Regions from separate parts of the Mus musculus genome. Here region 2 is linked to region 1. The links are chromatin contacts, called in public Hi-C maps. All regions are on one chromosome and are shown on one strand. Each heading gives the region's core, a stretch centred on a gene start, on an enhancer-like site or on the middle of the called end of the contact. The rest is flanking DNA. Distances are from core to core; before and after follow the strand shown.

Region 1 (7,730 bases), core at 234-2,733:
CCATCACAGACTGCAGTCACAAAGGGCTGGCCATCTGTCTGTCCACAGAGATGCCAGAGAACACGGAAGTCCTGCAGCAAGAGCCACCTGTCACTGCACGGCCCTGGGAAGGTAGATAATGCACTCTGTTTGCTGTCCCTTTCTTACCTTGGCCCCTCTGCCAATCACCTGTATTTATAACTTCTCACCCCCAGCTAATAAATAAGTGAACAAGAGGGCTGCTGTTTCCTGAGCACACAGACCTGAATAGGCCTTCCACATAAGATTCTGCAGAACATTCTAGGAATGTGTGTACATGCAACTGTGTGTGTGTGTGTGTGTGTGTGTGTATACTCAAATAATGTATGTGAGTGAGCATGTATGTCAAGGTGCACATGGAGAAGCTAGAAAATAACTTTGTAGAGAATTTCTGCCTTGATGTGGGTTCCAGGAAGAATGCTCAGGTGTCAGGCTTAGAGGACCAGTGCCTTAACCCCAGCTGAGCTATCTTGCTGGCCCAGGAATAAGTTTCTAAGGTTCACAAAAGAAACTGCTATTGCCTGAATGCCACCTTCCCCAAACCAATGGTTTTCAGGACCCAGTGCTACTGTCTTACATTGATCTAACAACTCAGAGAACTACAAAGATAAGCTGAGCCTCTGAGAAGGCTAAGGGGCAACAGAGACAGAGAGATATAGTCAGACTGAAGACAAAGGAAGACAGATTCCAAAGTGCTTTTAAGGATGGAGACATTTTCCTGGCTAATATCTTCAGTGACATGATGATGAAGAGATAGGTCGTGTGACTGGCGGGATGGCTGCACAGTTGAGAACACTGGCTGCTTTTACAGAGGACTGGGGTCCATCCTGTGATGGCCTGGTGCTTGGGGAGGTACAGAAGAGAGAGTCAGATTACCTGGGACTTGAAATACAGGTGTTGGTGAGTCCCCTCCACCTTACGTTTTGAGACAGGGAGCTCTTAATGAAATGGGAGCTCACAGATTGACTACACTGGCTTGTCAGCAAACCCCAAGGATCCTCCTGACTCCTCCTCCCCCCAGTCTGGAATTGCACACTATGCCACCACATACAAATTAAGTGGGTGTTGGGGAGCCAAGCTAATGTCCTTGTGCTTGCACAGTAGGCGCTTTGCGCACCGAGCGCTCTCCTGACCTCTCCCAGTCACCTTTAGAGACCAGCAAAGGAGAAGGCTGAGCTCAGCAGATTCTAGAACCCTCCCATGCCAGACAGGAAGCCTGCAGCTCTCCACAGTCATGCTTCTGTGAGAACCTCAGCCAGACAAAGGATGGGCTCACATTTTGCATCACCACTTTGATACAGAGCGCAGGCCATGATCAATTCCTGTTGCCTTTGAGTCTTTACGGCTGGCTGGCCTTGGTACCTGTCACTCAGGAGGAGTATCATGGCTGGGACCCAACCAAGCCCTGACCCTTGGAGCCTTGGTTCTCAACTGTATTAGCTAAGCAAATGTGAGACGTCCAGTGAGTAGCTCCCCTGTGAGTCATACCCTGTCCTTTTCAGGACTTTGCTTATGACATCTGCTAACCACAGCCTCTGTCAGAGTTAACACTTAGGACACAGGATAAGAGAGACAGGCTAAAGATGGAGCATGTTTCTCAGGCAGTACAGAAGCAATGCATGGCCATCTTCTTTTTAAGAATGCCTGCTAGAATGATGTAATATCAGAGTAGGGGTGCAACACTCAGCAGTCTGATTGATGAGCGAGTCTTCCGGCAATTCCAATGCTCACCCCTGATTAACAGCATGAGTTCAGCATCAAGTTTGTAGGGTCCTCTAGCAGCTTAGAGGTCATCTGTCCAAACACATCTCAGTGTCCCACACTGGGGGTCAGAATGTCTGACCTGGACAGAGGGCTATTCTAGAGAGTCAGAAGTGTTAGCCAGGTGGCAGCTCACACTTGTAATATTAGCACTCAGGAAGCTGAGGCAGGAGAATGATTACCAGTTCAAGGCCAGCTTGGGATACACGGCCAAACCTTGTTGTGCACTCCCAATCCCCCAAACCCAAACAAGTCTGGTGGATCTCACTTTGCAATTCAAACACTTCTGCCTGGTCATGAAGTGTGGACGTATGTGCCTGTTGCACATGTCAGATCAGTAAGACACTCAGTTCTTGGGTTCACACCTTTCAAAGAAAGTAACAAGAAGGAAAAGGAGACTTTGCAGGTCTGATCCTGTGTGTGGGCTGGAGAGATGGCTCAGCAGTTAGGAGCACTGAATGCTCTTCCAGAGGTCCTGAGTTCGATTCCCAGAAACCACATGGTGGCTCACAACCACCTGTAATGGGATCTGATGCCCTCTTCTGGTGTGCCTGAAGACAGTTACAGTGTACTCATACAAAATAAATAAATAAATAAATAAATAAATCTTTTTTTTTTTTTTAAAAAAAATCACATCCTTTGAAGATGCTGGCTGATCATTAATGTGAAAGTTACTGATGGGAACTTGGCACAAAGTCTGCATGGATTCCACACCACTTCTGTGAAACTGGGACTTGAACCCATGACATCCTGTGTCCTGAGAAACAGTGAGACTAGCCAGACGTTAGAGAAAAGCTAGTCGCTTTTCTGAGTCTAGAACCCTAAGAAATTACCTTGAACAGCTACATAATACCAAGAGCTGTATTTAGAATACCCAGTTTCAGGGTGGCTCAGTCGGTAAAGTGCCTGTCACCTAAGCATGGGAACCTGAGTTCAATCCCCAGCACCCACAAAAATCTACAGTAACAAAGCAGGAATGTTACATAGGTCTCTACTCCCAGCACAGGAGATTGAGACAGTGGGACCCCTGAAGCTCCTCTAAATAAAATGTTGAGTCCCATGTCAGTGAGAGATCCTGAATCAAAAAAACACAGAGTGGAATGATTGAGGAAGACAGCAAACATCGACCTCTGGCCTCCACTAGCACATGTAAATTAAATATATGTGCATGCACACTCACACAAACACACACACACACACACAAACATATATATAAACACAAACACACACACACATATAAACACAAACACATATAAACACACAACACACACAAACACACATACACAAACACACATATAAACACAAACACACATAAACACATACACACACATATGCACACAACACACACACACATACACACACAAACACACATACACAAACACACATATAAACACAAACACACATAAACACACACACACCAGATATCCTGACCACCCGGCAAGAACAAGTATATACACAGCCCAGATACACACAGAGTACCATGTCTTTATGGGACAGGAACATCAGGGCTCACCTAAGAGCTGAATTGTCACTGGTTTTTGTTGTGGTCTCAGTGTGTTGTCACAGTTTTACTGGGACAATTAGGAGCATAGCAATTGGATGACTACCCACTTGGACCCACACCAACTGTGTGGACATATACCATCTGTGACTCATCCCGGAACATATATTAGTCTACACCCTTGAGAGCTTGCCCATCACCCCAGAGCTGGATCCATGAGAATCTGGGATAGTGAGTCCACCATCCCCAAGGCCTGCACAGAATACCCAAAGTATGAGTCTTGCCTAGCCTTGGGGATGGTGGTAAGAACACAGAACAAGGTGCTCCTCCATTTTGTAACCCTGAATCGTGCACAGTCCCAAAGGAGGTGTACATCTGTCTCGTCATCAGCAAACAGGGAGGCTGCATTCCATCCTTTGTTCTATCAGTAATGACCTCAGAGGCATGGCTCTGAAGCAATTCCCATACCTGTGATTTCCTGGGGCTGGTGTGTGTGTGTGTGTGTGTGTGTGTGTGTGTGCATTGTATTGCATGCTGTATGTGGAGGTCTGAGAACAACTTTTTCAGGGTGGGATTTGTGAGACCCCCCATGTCTTTACATAGCCCTGGCTGTACTGGACCTCACAATAGAAACCAGGCTGGCCTTGAACTCAGAGGGACAGAGAACAACTTTGTAACCATCCTGGCAGGAGTGAAGATACTCTAAAGAGACACTGTGCCCTCCCTTTGCCTATCAGACCATTGAAACAATGAACTTCAAGAAATGGAGGTTCCCCAGGAATCTCAAGAGGAAAAGGCTACAGCATGGGGCCAGCTTGATCGAGGGCTAACCTCCCAAGAAGGCCTATCTCACAGTTCTGACCGCCTGTCAGACACCTAGAAGATCAGACTGGAGCCTGATAACAATGGTCAGTGATGGATGAGACCATACCTTGACCAGATCTTCACTGAATCCTCTTGTTCTCTATTTAAGTCTAAACCTCCTGTCAGGGCCCTGGAGAGGGACTTGGAGGTCACTGGTCCTAAGTGTCCTTTCTTGTGTGCTTTCACTACTTCCGGTCCTTTTAAGCGGCCCACTGATGTCAGGTGGCCAAGCCTGGCTCATTGGGGACCTGCCAAGGCCACGACTGTGACCCTAAAATAACCCACTGAGTGTAATGTTCTGTTTACATTCGCCAGGATTCTCCTAGGGAAGCTCTATGCACAGTTTGGCTCCTCCTATCCCACCTCTCTGACCTCTCACATGCAGGGCCTGTGATCAGTGTCTCTTCTGTCTCTTCAGTCTCCTCAGAGCAAGGCCCTTAGTTCAGTGTGGCAGAAGCCAGCTTTGCCTGATTTAGCTTCCCCTGTCCTCGATAGCGTGTAGGCCAGGCCATGCATCAGATAACAACAATGACTCCTGCTGCTCGTTTGTCAAGGCCCAGCCCTGCACCTGCACCTGGCTGCTATTGCCGTTGGCGTGAGTAATTCTGTACTCTGGACTCCTGAAGGCTGCATTTTCATTCTCTATGGACAGCCTCATGCCTGCCTCTGGACATGCGCATTGCGCAGAACAGTCTCCTTCCGCATCGCCAGCCCAAGCTCACCCGAGTCAGCGAATCAAATGCCATTGCCTCCCCGTAGACTGTTGCTCAGGTCACTGCCACCCACATCAAGTCCTACAGAGTCCCACACGGTGCCAGGGGCCTCATTCAACCTGCCTCTGCATCTCTTCCCGTCTGCAGAGTGCCGTGGGGGCTCTCGGAGATTACGTGATTGTCTCTGTACTGTGAACTCAATAGGAAAAAAACCCAACTCAGAAAATAGGCCCCTGTGGCCCAAGTGGAACAGTGAGCCCCGGCGAAAACACTGATTGGAGATGACCCTTTAGAGAACCCAGCCCTTACCCTTACCTCGGTCCCCAGCTGGATACCTTCATACCTACTGCCCTGCATTTGATCTTTCTAGACTTCTTCATCACATCTGAACACAGCGATGCCTTAAAACGAGGCATGAAGGGGTAGGGATGTAGATTAGTCGGCAGAGTGTTTGCCTCGCACACAGGAATCCCTAGGCTCAGTCCCACTGCATAAACGGGGCATGGTGGCTCCTGACTGTGATCCCCACACTCAGGAGTCAGAAGCAAAAGGATCAGGTGTTCAAAGTCATTCATGGCTGCAAGATCAAGGCCAGCCGAGGACACCTGAAACCATATCTCAAAAAGTTACATTAAACTAAGTAAGTGACATTAACAAAATAAAATTAGCCGTTAGTCTTAGCTAACTAAAATTAGTCTCACTCTTTGTGAAATCACGATGGACCTTTATCAACCAGACTGACTCTTGGTGATGTAACTTCACTGTGTCCTTCCCATGGTCTTTGCCAGGGACACTCAGAAGGGACTGCGGACAGACCCCACCATCGCCGAGAGGAGCTGACAGCCTGTGTGCTGCGGGAGACTGGTCCCAGGAAACAGTGGGACAAGAGGAGGCATCCTCAGGCTGTCCTCCTTCAGCTCCCTCTACTGCCAGGAGAAAGAAGGTGGACTCGTGTCATCTTCCATTCTGACCAGCTCTTTCTGCTTTTTTGTTTTCAGTCTCTCTTTGTCTTCATGGTTTGGACTGCTAAGCTTCAACTGCTCTGACATGGCAGGAGATGAGCTAGAATGGTGTGGGTGACAGATGGCTCATCCACACAGCACACCCTTCCCTTCTGCAGGGGACTCTGCCATTCCATGCCCAGTAGGAGGCCGGCCCATTTGGAGCTGTGCAGTAAGTCCACAGGCTGCCTCTGTGGTACTTGCCAGGGCCTGGGTGGAGGGTGGCGGGTAGAGGGCGAAGGGGCCCTTCTCTTAGCTCAGAGCCTCTGGGAGCCACTCGGCAGTGACACATAGGCAGGCAGCTTGGGAACAGCTTTCTCCTGTGTCTTTAATTAACTTAATCCACCTAACCATGTTCTTTAAATAATTGAGTACCTTGGTAACCGGTACTCAAGCGCTTGAAGAATTTTGGTCACAGGAATGCTGGAACCTTTTAATTTTGGTTTAAGACATTTCGCTTTCCCTGTTCCTATTCCAAACCAAGGCTGTGCCGGGAATAGTGGGTGGGAAAATAGAAAGCATGCCCTAAGGGATGGAAGGCAGCTGTTGAGGAGCAAAGATTCCTTCAAATTGTGAAGTGGCCCATGCAAAGGCCTCTGAAGGGGAAGTGAGGCGGCTCAGCGGCAGAGGGCTTGCCTAGAATGTGTGATGTGAGGTCCTGGGTTCAAGTCCCAGTACTGGAAGAGAAGAGAAGAGAAGAGAAGAGAAGAGAAGAGAAGAGAAGAGAAGAGAAGAGAAGAGAGGAGAGGAGAGGAGAGGAGAGGAGAGGAGAGGAGAGGAGAAGAGAAGAGAAGAGAAGAGAAGAGAAGAGAAGAGAAGAGAAGAGAAGAGAAGAGAAGAGAAGAGAAGAGAAGAGAAGAGAAGAGGGGGAAGGAAGGGGGATGGAGGGGAAGAGAGAGAAACAGGAAGAGAGACAGAGACAAAGAGACAGAGGGAGTCAGAGAAACAGAGGCAGAGAGAGGGAGGGGGGAATGGGAGTGGGGGAGAGGAAAGAGGAGGAGAAAGGGGAGAAAGGGGGTAAACAAGAGAGAGAGGAGGTAAAGGAGAGAGGGAGAGAGAGAGAAAGAGAGAAAACAACAAAATGAGACAGACAGGGAGAAGGGAGTGAGAACACCATCTTCAGGCACTCACAGATAATCACAATTAAATCTTTTTTTTTTAATTTCCAAAAGTTTAGAAATAATTTGTGTGAATCCTCTAATTTTCTCTGCTACTAATAGACATCCATTTATATGGCAGAATTTTCTAACCACGCCACATTAGAAACGCATCCAAATCAAGGTAGCATGTAGCTTAATGACCAGAGGCTTGTCTCGCAGATTTAAGGGCCTGAATTGTACACTGCCTGCCCAACATGGGGAGAAGTTTTACAGAATTGTAACTGAGTAAAGTCTGAACAGCGGCCCCGAAAGCCGCAGCTGTGTGGTGGAAGCCCCCCGACCTTGTCACTGTAACCTTAGTCAGTTTTGCAAACCTAAGTGTGTAAACACAGTATGTAGCAGTAGAAAAGAGCAGACAAGCTTACCAGCCCAATTCCCCACCCCGGACCTTCTTATAGATCTCTGGCCAGCGTCACATCCCAGCAGCAGGCCACTGGCAAACTGACACCAACAGCAAGGACACAGTCTCCCTAAAATGAACAGGGAGGATAAAAGCCTAGCTGAGTCCAGGGCAGAGGACAGGCTCAGGAGAACAGGATCCTCAAACACCACGTGCTTCACCACCTGGGCACAGATGGGGGTGACCCTACTCCACACTGCAAGAGTCTGGGTGACCCTACTCCACACTGCAAGAGCCTGGGTGACCCTACTCCACACTGCAAGAGTCTGAATGACCCTACTCCACACTGCAAGAGTCTGAATGACCCTACTC
Region 2 (6,822 bases), core at 1,907-4,406, 69 kb before region 1:
GGGATATAAAAAACAAAACAAAACAAAACAAAGAAAACAACCCTACATGTCAAGGAAATGTCAGCCTCTGCTAGAGGACACAGGATTCAGTTGTTCATGTTCCTCCAAAGGAGGAGTTTATCGCAAAGCGCCACTACATAATAACAAGGGGAAAGCAGAACAGGATGTGTGGTAGCCCACCAGTAACAGGGTAACAGTCTAACAGCCTAACAGTGTAACAGCATAACAATGTAACAGTGCAACAAAGTAACAATGTAACTGTACAGTGTAGTGATGTAACAGTGTAACTGTGCAGTGTAATGATATAACAGTATAACTGTACAGTGTAATGATGTAACAGTGTAACTGTGCAGTGTAGTGATGTAACAGTGTAACTGAACAGTGTAATGATGTAACAGTGTAACTGTGCAGTGTAATGATGTAACAGTATAACTGTACAGTGTAATGATGTGATGATGTAACTGTACAGTGTAGTGATGTAACAGTATAACTGTTCAGTGTAATGATGTAACAGTGTAACTGAACAGTGTAATGATGTAACAGTGTAACAATGTAGCAATGAAGGTACAGTCCATAAAGACACTGCCTTAGGGCATCAGAGTCAATTGTTGACAGTCCCTGCCAGAAGGCATCAAGGACGTGTGGAGAGTGGCCCTCAAAGTCTGGATCCTGTATCACCCAGCGAGAGAGCAGAGAGAAGCCTGTGCACACACAGTCTTGTGCAGAGCTTAGGAAGAGTGGAGCTTTGCACTCACTGGACTCTCCCACCCCGTTGGCCATGCTGGGTATTTCTGCCTCTGCCTCTTCTATGTTCAAAGCAGGTTTCACACATATTCTCTTCTACAATTGAGATTCAGACACAAGGGTATACATTTGCATTTTGATTTTCTGGTGTCATTATGTTGAGATTATTACTCTATATTCGGGTTGGGGTAATGGCTCCATTTATAAAGTGTTTCAGATCTCCAGAACACACATAAAAAGTCAGGCACAGCAGAGCATACCTGCAATCCCAGTCTTGCAATATAAGAGGTTCCCTGGAAGGGGAGGGGGCCAGTTTTTGGCCAATGGGAGACCCTGTTTCAAACATGTGGAAGATGCTGGAGGACCAACACACCATGCATGAATGTACAGGTACACACACACACACACACACACACACACACACACACACCCGGGGGGGGGGGTAGGGGAGAGGGAGAAGAGACAGAGACACAGAGAAAGGGAGGCAAGGTGTACATAGGTATTCACAAAGAGGCTAAAATCTAGGTTTAACTGTCCTTCCACATCAAATTGAGGAGTGGAATATTCTGCTATTGTGGCTACAATTTGAAATAAATGGCCATTGAGAGAGCTCCACCCTGACATCTGACATTTTAACAGCTGTGCTGTGCTCTTTCAATGTCACTAGAGGGAGCACAAGTTCACTGCCATGCCTTGTTCCCCCAAGTACAGCATCTTGGTGAATGTTCTAGATGGCATTTGAGAAAGCAACCATGGATCTATTAGCATTTATTCAACAAAAAGGCTGAGCAGACTGGAGAAGAGCCCACATAAAAAAGCTGGATATGGGTAGACCCCTGGAGCTCACTGGCCAGTCAGCCTACCTTACTGGCAAATTCCAGGCCAATGGGAGACCCTGTCTCAAAAAAACAAGGTGGGTGCTGACTGAGAAATGACAGCTGAGGTAGCTGTCTGACCTCCACACATGTAAACACATATGCATGCACACTAGCACATCTGTTTGCACCTGTATACACCTGAGCATTGCACATATATACAGACACAAATTGTAATTAACCTCACTTAAATTTAAATGAATCCTTTCTAGAATGGGGGAAGATGGATTATAAGGACTAAGATTGCTCAGCAGGGTGAATTCCAGAAGGGCTAAGAACTACAGCACACAGCACATTTCAACATGCCCGTTACTGCACTAAGGTTGAGCTTTCACTACATCAGGGAAGAAATTATCTGCCTTGAGATCTCGTGTTCTATGGAGGAGTAAATAGACAATAGAAGTGTTGTATCATGAAACCTCCTCATTTCCCTGGGCACTTCAGTTAAAAACAACAACCATTTGCTTCAGAGGCAACACATTCTTATAAAGCAGATATGGAAACTTAGAAACTTAAGCTCAGTAACCAAAGAAAATTCATTCTGTGAATGATTTGTTATGGGGAGGGGCTTAAGGGTGGTTCTGATGCTAAGGTCATGTTCCCCAATTGATTCTTGATGAGGACAGGGCGGGACACTTAGAGTTTCGAATGAGGATGCAGGGATCTGGGTAAGAAGGAGGCAGTAGCTGCAGGAGATAAAGTTGAATGGCCAATGACCTATCCAATTGTGCCTGAGGTGGCAGGGGAGATTTAGCAGTGCCCAGTCTTTGAGTTAGCAAAGGCATTTTAAGAGTAACTGGTGTGTGTGTGTGTGTGTGTGTGTGTGTGTGTGTGTGTGTGTGTGTGTAATTTGGGTGGGGGCTGGTAGTGTACAGTTTGCCTGGAGCTTAAAGCGGGGTAGCAAAGGCTACATGCAACAAGCATGACTTGACACAACCTCTGAGAAGGTCCTCTGGGAAGGAAGTCTCCATTAAAGGATTGGTCTGTGGGAGAGTCTGTGGGGGCTTGATTACTGGTGTAGGAGGGCCCAGTATTTTATGGGCTGCACCTTTCCCTGGGCGGCTGGTCCTTACTGTATAAGAAAGCTAGCTATGCATGAGCCTGTGAGGAATCCAGCAAACAACATTCTCTATCGTTTCTGCTCCAAGTTCTCTCTGGACACATATGGCCATACAAATTCCAACAGGTATGTACAGATTTGTGCACACAAGACACATGTACATATGTGCATGTTTTGAAAATAACATAAAATAAAAGAAAACTATAGATGGTAAAAATGTCAGATGCACACTTATAGAATTGGAATGGAGTAGCTAACAGCTCTGGGGGCTGCCGCTTGCCTCAAGACCAGTCTAAGCAAGAACAAGATGAGAAATTATGACTTACTGGAGTACCCCAAGGCACTCATATCACAGGAAGGAAGGGTTAGAATTGCTGAACCCCAAGCAAAACATCTGCCCTCTGTCCACCATGAGAGCCAGAACAAAAACCAGGCCCCAGAGCTCTCAAACATCCCAACTATCAGCAGGGAAATCTCAGTGATGTGAGGTGTTTTTTTTGCAGACTGAAGGCCTCTCTGGTTTTCCTCTCCTTTTTCATAGTCTTTAGAGGTCATTGCAAATTAAACAAGGGTGCATGGCCTCTGTGGTTTTGTGGTTTTTAAAAACAAATTACATAAAAGAAAAAAAAAAGGTGGGGGCGACCATGGAGCTGCGTCAAAGAGCACAGGACTTTCTGTACAAGTGTGAGAGCCTGAGTTTAATGCCCAGCACCCATGAAAAAGCTGGGGGTGGCTGTGCATGCTCCTAAATCAGTGCTGAGATGGAGGAGCAACTGGGACTCAGGAGCTTGCTGACAAGTCAGTCCAGCAGAAATGGCAACCTCTAGGTTCTGTAACAAAAACTGAAGTGGGAAGAGGACAGAGGAAGACACTGCAGGCAAACACATGAGCCTGTGTGCACACAGGCACACACACACACTCACACACAGAGACACACAGACACACACAGAGACACACACACAGACACACACACAGACATACACACAGACACACACACACACTCACACACAGAGACACACACACAGACAGACACACACACAGACACACACACAGACAGATACACAGACACACACACACAGAGACAGACACACACGCGCACACACACACACACACACACTATTTTAGCCTGCCTCAATTGCTACTAGGAATTGTTGGACTGGAGAGGAGGTTTGGTTGTAGGAGATATTGCTGTTCTTGTAGAGACCCGTGTTTGGTTCTGACATCAGGAGATTTAGAGCCTTCTGTAGCTCCAGGGGACACAAGCCTCTGGCCTCTGTGGACAGCTGCACTCACATGTACATACCAACACACAGGCACACACCAGCAAGTAATTAAAAATAATATATGTAAATATCAAAAAAATAATTGTTTGTCTTACTTCTTCCTGCTCTCTTTATTCATGTCTGTGTCATTTGTTTATATAAAACTCAAGCCTCTATATATGTTTGTGCCCTGTTGTAAACAACCACAGAACGTGCTTTCCCTCAGGAATCTGAATAGATTAAGTCAATATTTTCAATGGCTGCATTCCAGCCATCATTCAGAGGCGCCCCATCTGGAACTGTCAACCTTGTGCACATTCATTTGTTTGTAGTTTCCTACCTGTGTGTGTAACATCAAAACAAACACCTTTGAGGATGCACGTCTACCGAAGCCAGGGATGGCCTTCTGAGACATCTGAAGCCGAGCTGTATCCTTGCCATGAGCTCTCATACTCATCTCTGCCCTGACAGTGTTTCTTTACTGACACTCCCCCCACTGCTGCTGCTTCCTTCTGGTCTCATTCTCCCTATGTAGGGCACCCACACCGACCACAGTGTTTATGTGCTCCAATATCTTAGTGTAAATAGCTGGCATGGTAAAACTTCCCTTCAAAACCCTAAAAAGACAGCAGATTCTAAAGCCATAAAAGGACCATTTCACTGGCCATCTTAACTGACATTTAATTCAGGTTATGGGTGAATCCAAACATCAATGACTGTATTGGTTACTGGTCTCAGGCTTTGACCAGATAGTGGACACAAGGCAAGGCTAGGAAAGCAGGACTTGTCTCGGCTTAGAATTTAAGAAGAGCATCGTGGCAGGAAGGCATAGTTTCAGGGACATGAGGACCAGTGACATTGATCCTCCATAGTCAGGAAGCAGAAAACACACAGGATTTTGTCATTTTTGAACTGGTTATTTGTACTCATAGTTGAGTAAATAAATTCAAGTAAATTGAATCCTGTGTGGAGTCACACATCTACAGGATAAATTTGGGGTCACAAGTTTTGTGGGTGGGTTGGTATCCCTATCACTCCAGGGAATTCCTGCCTGGCTACAGGAGTGCCCTCTTCAGGTTCCATATCCCCCTGCCGTGGGTCTCAGCTAAGGTCATCCCCCATTGATTCTTGGGAGCCTCCTCTATCCTGGGTCTCTGGCATGTCCTCAAGATGCACACATCCTCCTTCCCCATCCCCACCAGCTGCAGATTTCCGTTCATTCTCGTGGCCATCTGACCATCTCTTCTGTCTCTCCCCACACCTGATCCTGAACCCCATTCTGCTCTCTATCCCCTCTCCCACCCAGTTCTGTCCCTGCATATGCCATGACTATTTTATTCCCCACTTCTAAGTGAGATTCAACCATCTTTGCTTGGGCCTTCTTTCTTGGTTAGCTTATTTGGATCTGTGGAGTATAGAGTATGTATCCTGTACTTTATGGCTAATATCCACTTACAAGACATACCATGCACGTCTTTTGGGGTCTGGGTTACCTCACTCAGGATGATATTCTCAAGCTCCATCTACTTGTCTGTAAAAGAAACTACCACATTGATATCCAAAGCGGTTGTACAAGTTTGCACTCCCACCAGCAATGGAAGAGTGCTCCTGTTGTTCCACATCTTCACCAGCATGTACTGTCCCTTGAGTTTTTGATTTGCACCGTTCTGATGGGTGTAAAATGAATCTCAGAATTGTTTTGATTTGCATCTCCCTGATGGCCAAGGACCTTGGACGTGTCTTTACATGTCGCTTGGCCACTCAAGATTCCTCTGTTGAGAGTTCTGTTTAGCTCTATACCTCTTTTTTCAGTTGGGTTATTTGGATTTTTGGGTGTCTAACTTCTTGAGTTCTTTATAAACTTTAGGTATTAGGCCATTCTCAATATGTTAATCCTACTGATCTATGAGCATGAGAGATCTTTCCATCTTCTCATATCTTCTTCAATTTCTTTCTTCAGCAACCTGAAGTTCTTGTCATGTACGTCTTTCACTCACTTGTCAGAGTTACAGCAAGATGTTTTATATTATTCAGGACTATTGTAAATGGTGTTGTCCCCCTAATTTCTTTCCCGGACCACTTATCATTTGTATAAGGGAGGGCTACAGGAAGGCTACTGATTTTTTTTTTAAGTTAATCCAGCCATTTTGCAGAAGTATTTATCAGGTGTAGGAGTTCTCTGGTAGAATTTTTAGGGTTATTTATATATACTTTGATATCATCCACAAATACCGATACTTTGACTTCTTCCTTTCCAATTTGTATCCCCTTTATGTCTTTTAGTTGTCTTATTGTTTTAGCTAGAACTTCAAGCACTATATTGAATAGATACAATGAGAGTGGACAGCCTTTGGATGTCTTTGGTATGCTTCTGGGTTTGGTTTCCAGTATTTTATTGAGTATTTTTGCATCAGTGTTCATAAGAGAAATCGGTCTGAAATCCTCTTTCTGTGTTGAGTTTTTGTGTGGTTTAGGTATCAGGGTGACTGTGGCTTCATAGAGTGAGTTTTGCAGTGTCCTTTCTGTTTCTATTTTGTGGAATACTTTGAGGAGTGTTGGTATTAGCTAATCCTGGAAGGTCTGGTAAAATTCTGCACTAAAACCATCTGGTTCTGGATCTTTTTTGGTTGGGAGACTTTTAATGACTGCTTCTACTTCCTTAGCGGTTATAGGGCTGTTTAAATAATTTACCTGATCTTGGTTTAATTTTCATTAAGAACTTTCCAATTTTGTGGAGAACGGCTTTGGAAGTAAAACCTACTGATTCTTTGAATTTCCTCAGTGTCTGTTGTCATGCCCCCCCCCTTTATTTCTTATTTTGTTAATTTAGAAACTCTGCCTTGGGTGGGGCAGGGGTGGGGGTGGTTATAAGGAACTTTTG

The links. A called contact is a pair of places that touch in the nucleus more often than the background predicts.
Region 2: a Hi-C map of the MNK3 cell line shows a contact between it and region 1, with 4 times the contacts expected there. The contact joins two enhancer-like sites. A contact is called at or near these places in 2 of 39 promoter capture datasets (hippocampal neurons and liver), 7 of 484 Hi-C or Micro-C datasets (the MNK3 cell line, Sertoli cells, brain and 4 more) and 1 of 115 datasets of contacts at active chromatin or transcription factors (embryonic stem cells).

What each region holds. Positions count from the first base shown.
Region 1 is chr8:126,004,829-126,012,558 of GRCm38.p6, reverse strand. The region is part of intron 1 of Kcnk1 (potassium channel, subfamily K, member 1); the gene reads right to left. Among named protein-coding and RNA genes, the nearest start is that of Kcnk1, 14 kb to the right of the region's middle. Within about 2 kb of position 1,483, at least 29 of the 459 cell types and tissues checked have an H3K27ac peak or open chromatin away from gene starts, as enhancers often do. A contact at or near this core is called in the MNK3 cell line, where this site is marked.
Region 2 is chr8:126,076,080-126,082,901 of GRCm38.p6, reverse strand. The region is part of intron 1 of Gm46072 (a long non-coding RNA gene); the gene reads right to left. Among named protein-coding and RNA genes, the nearest start is that of Gm46072, 6.6 kb to the right of the region's middle. Within about 2 kb of position 3,156, at least 2 of the 459 cell types and tissues checked have an H3K27ac peak or open chromatin away from gene starts, as enhancers often do. A contact at or near this core is called in the MNK3 cell line, where this site is marked.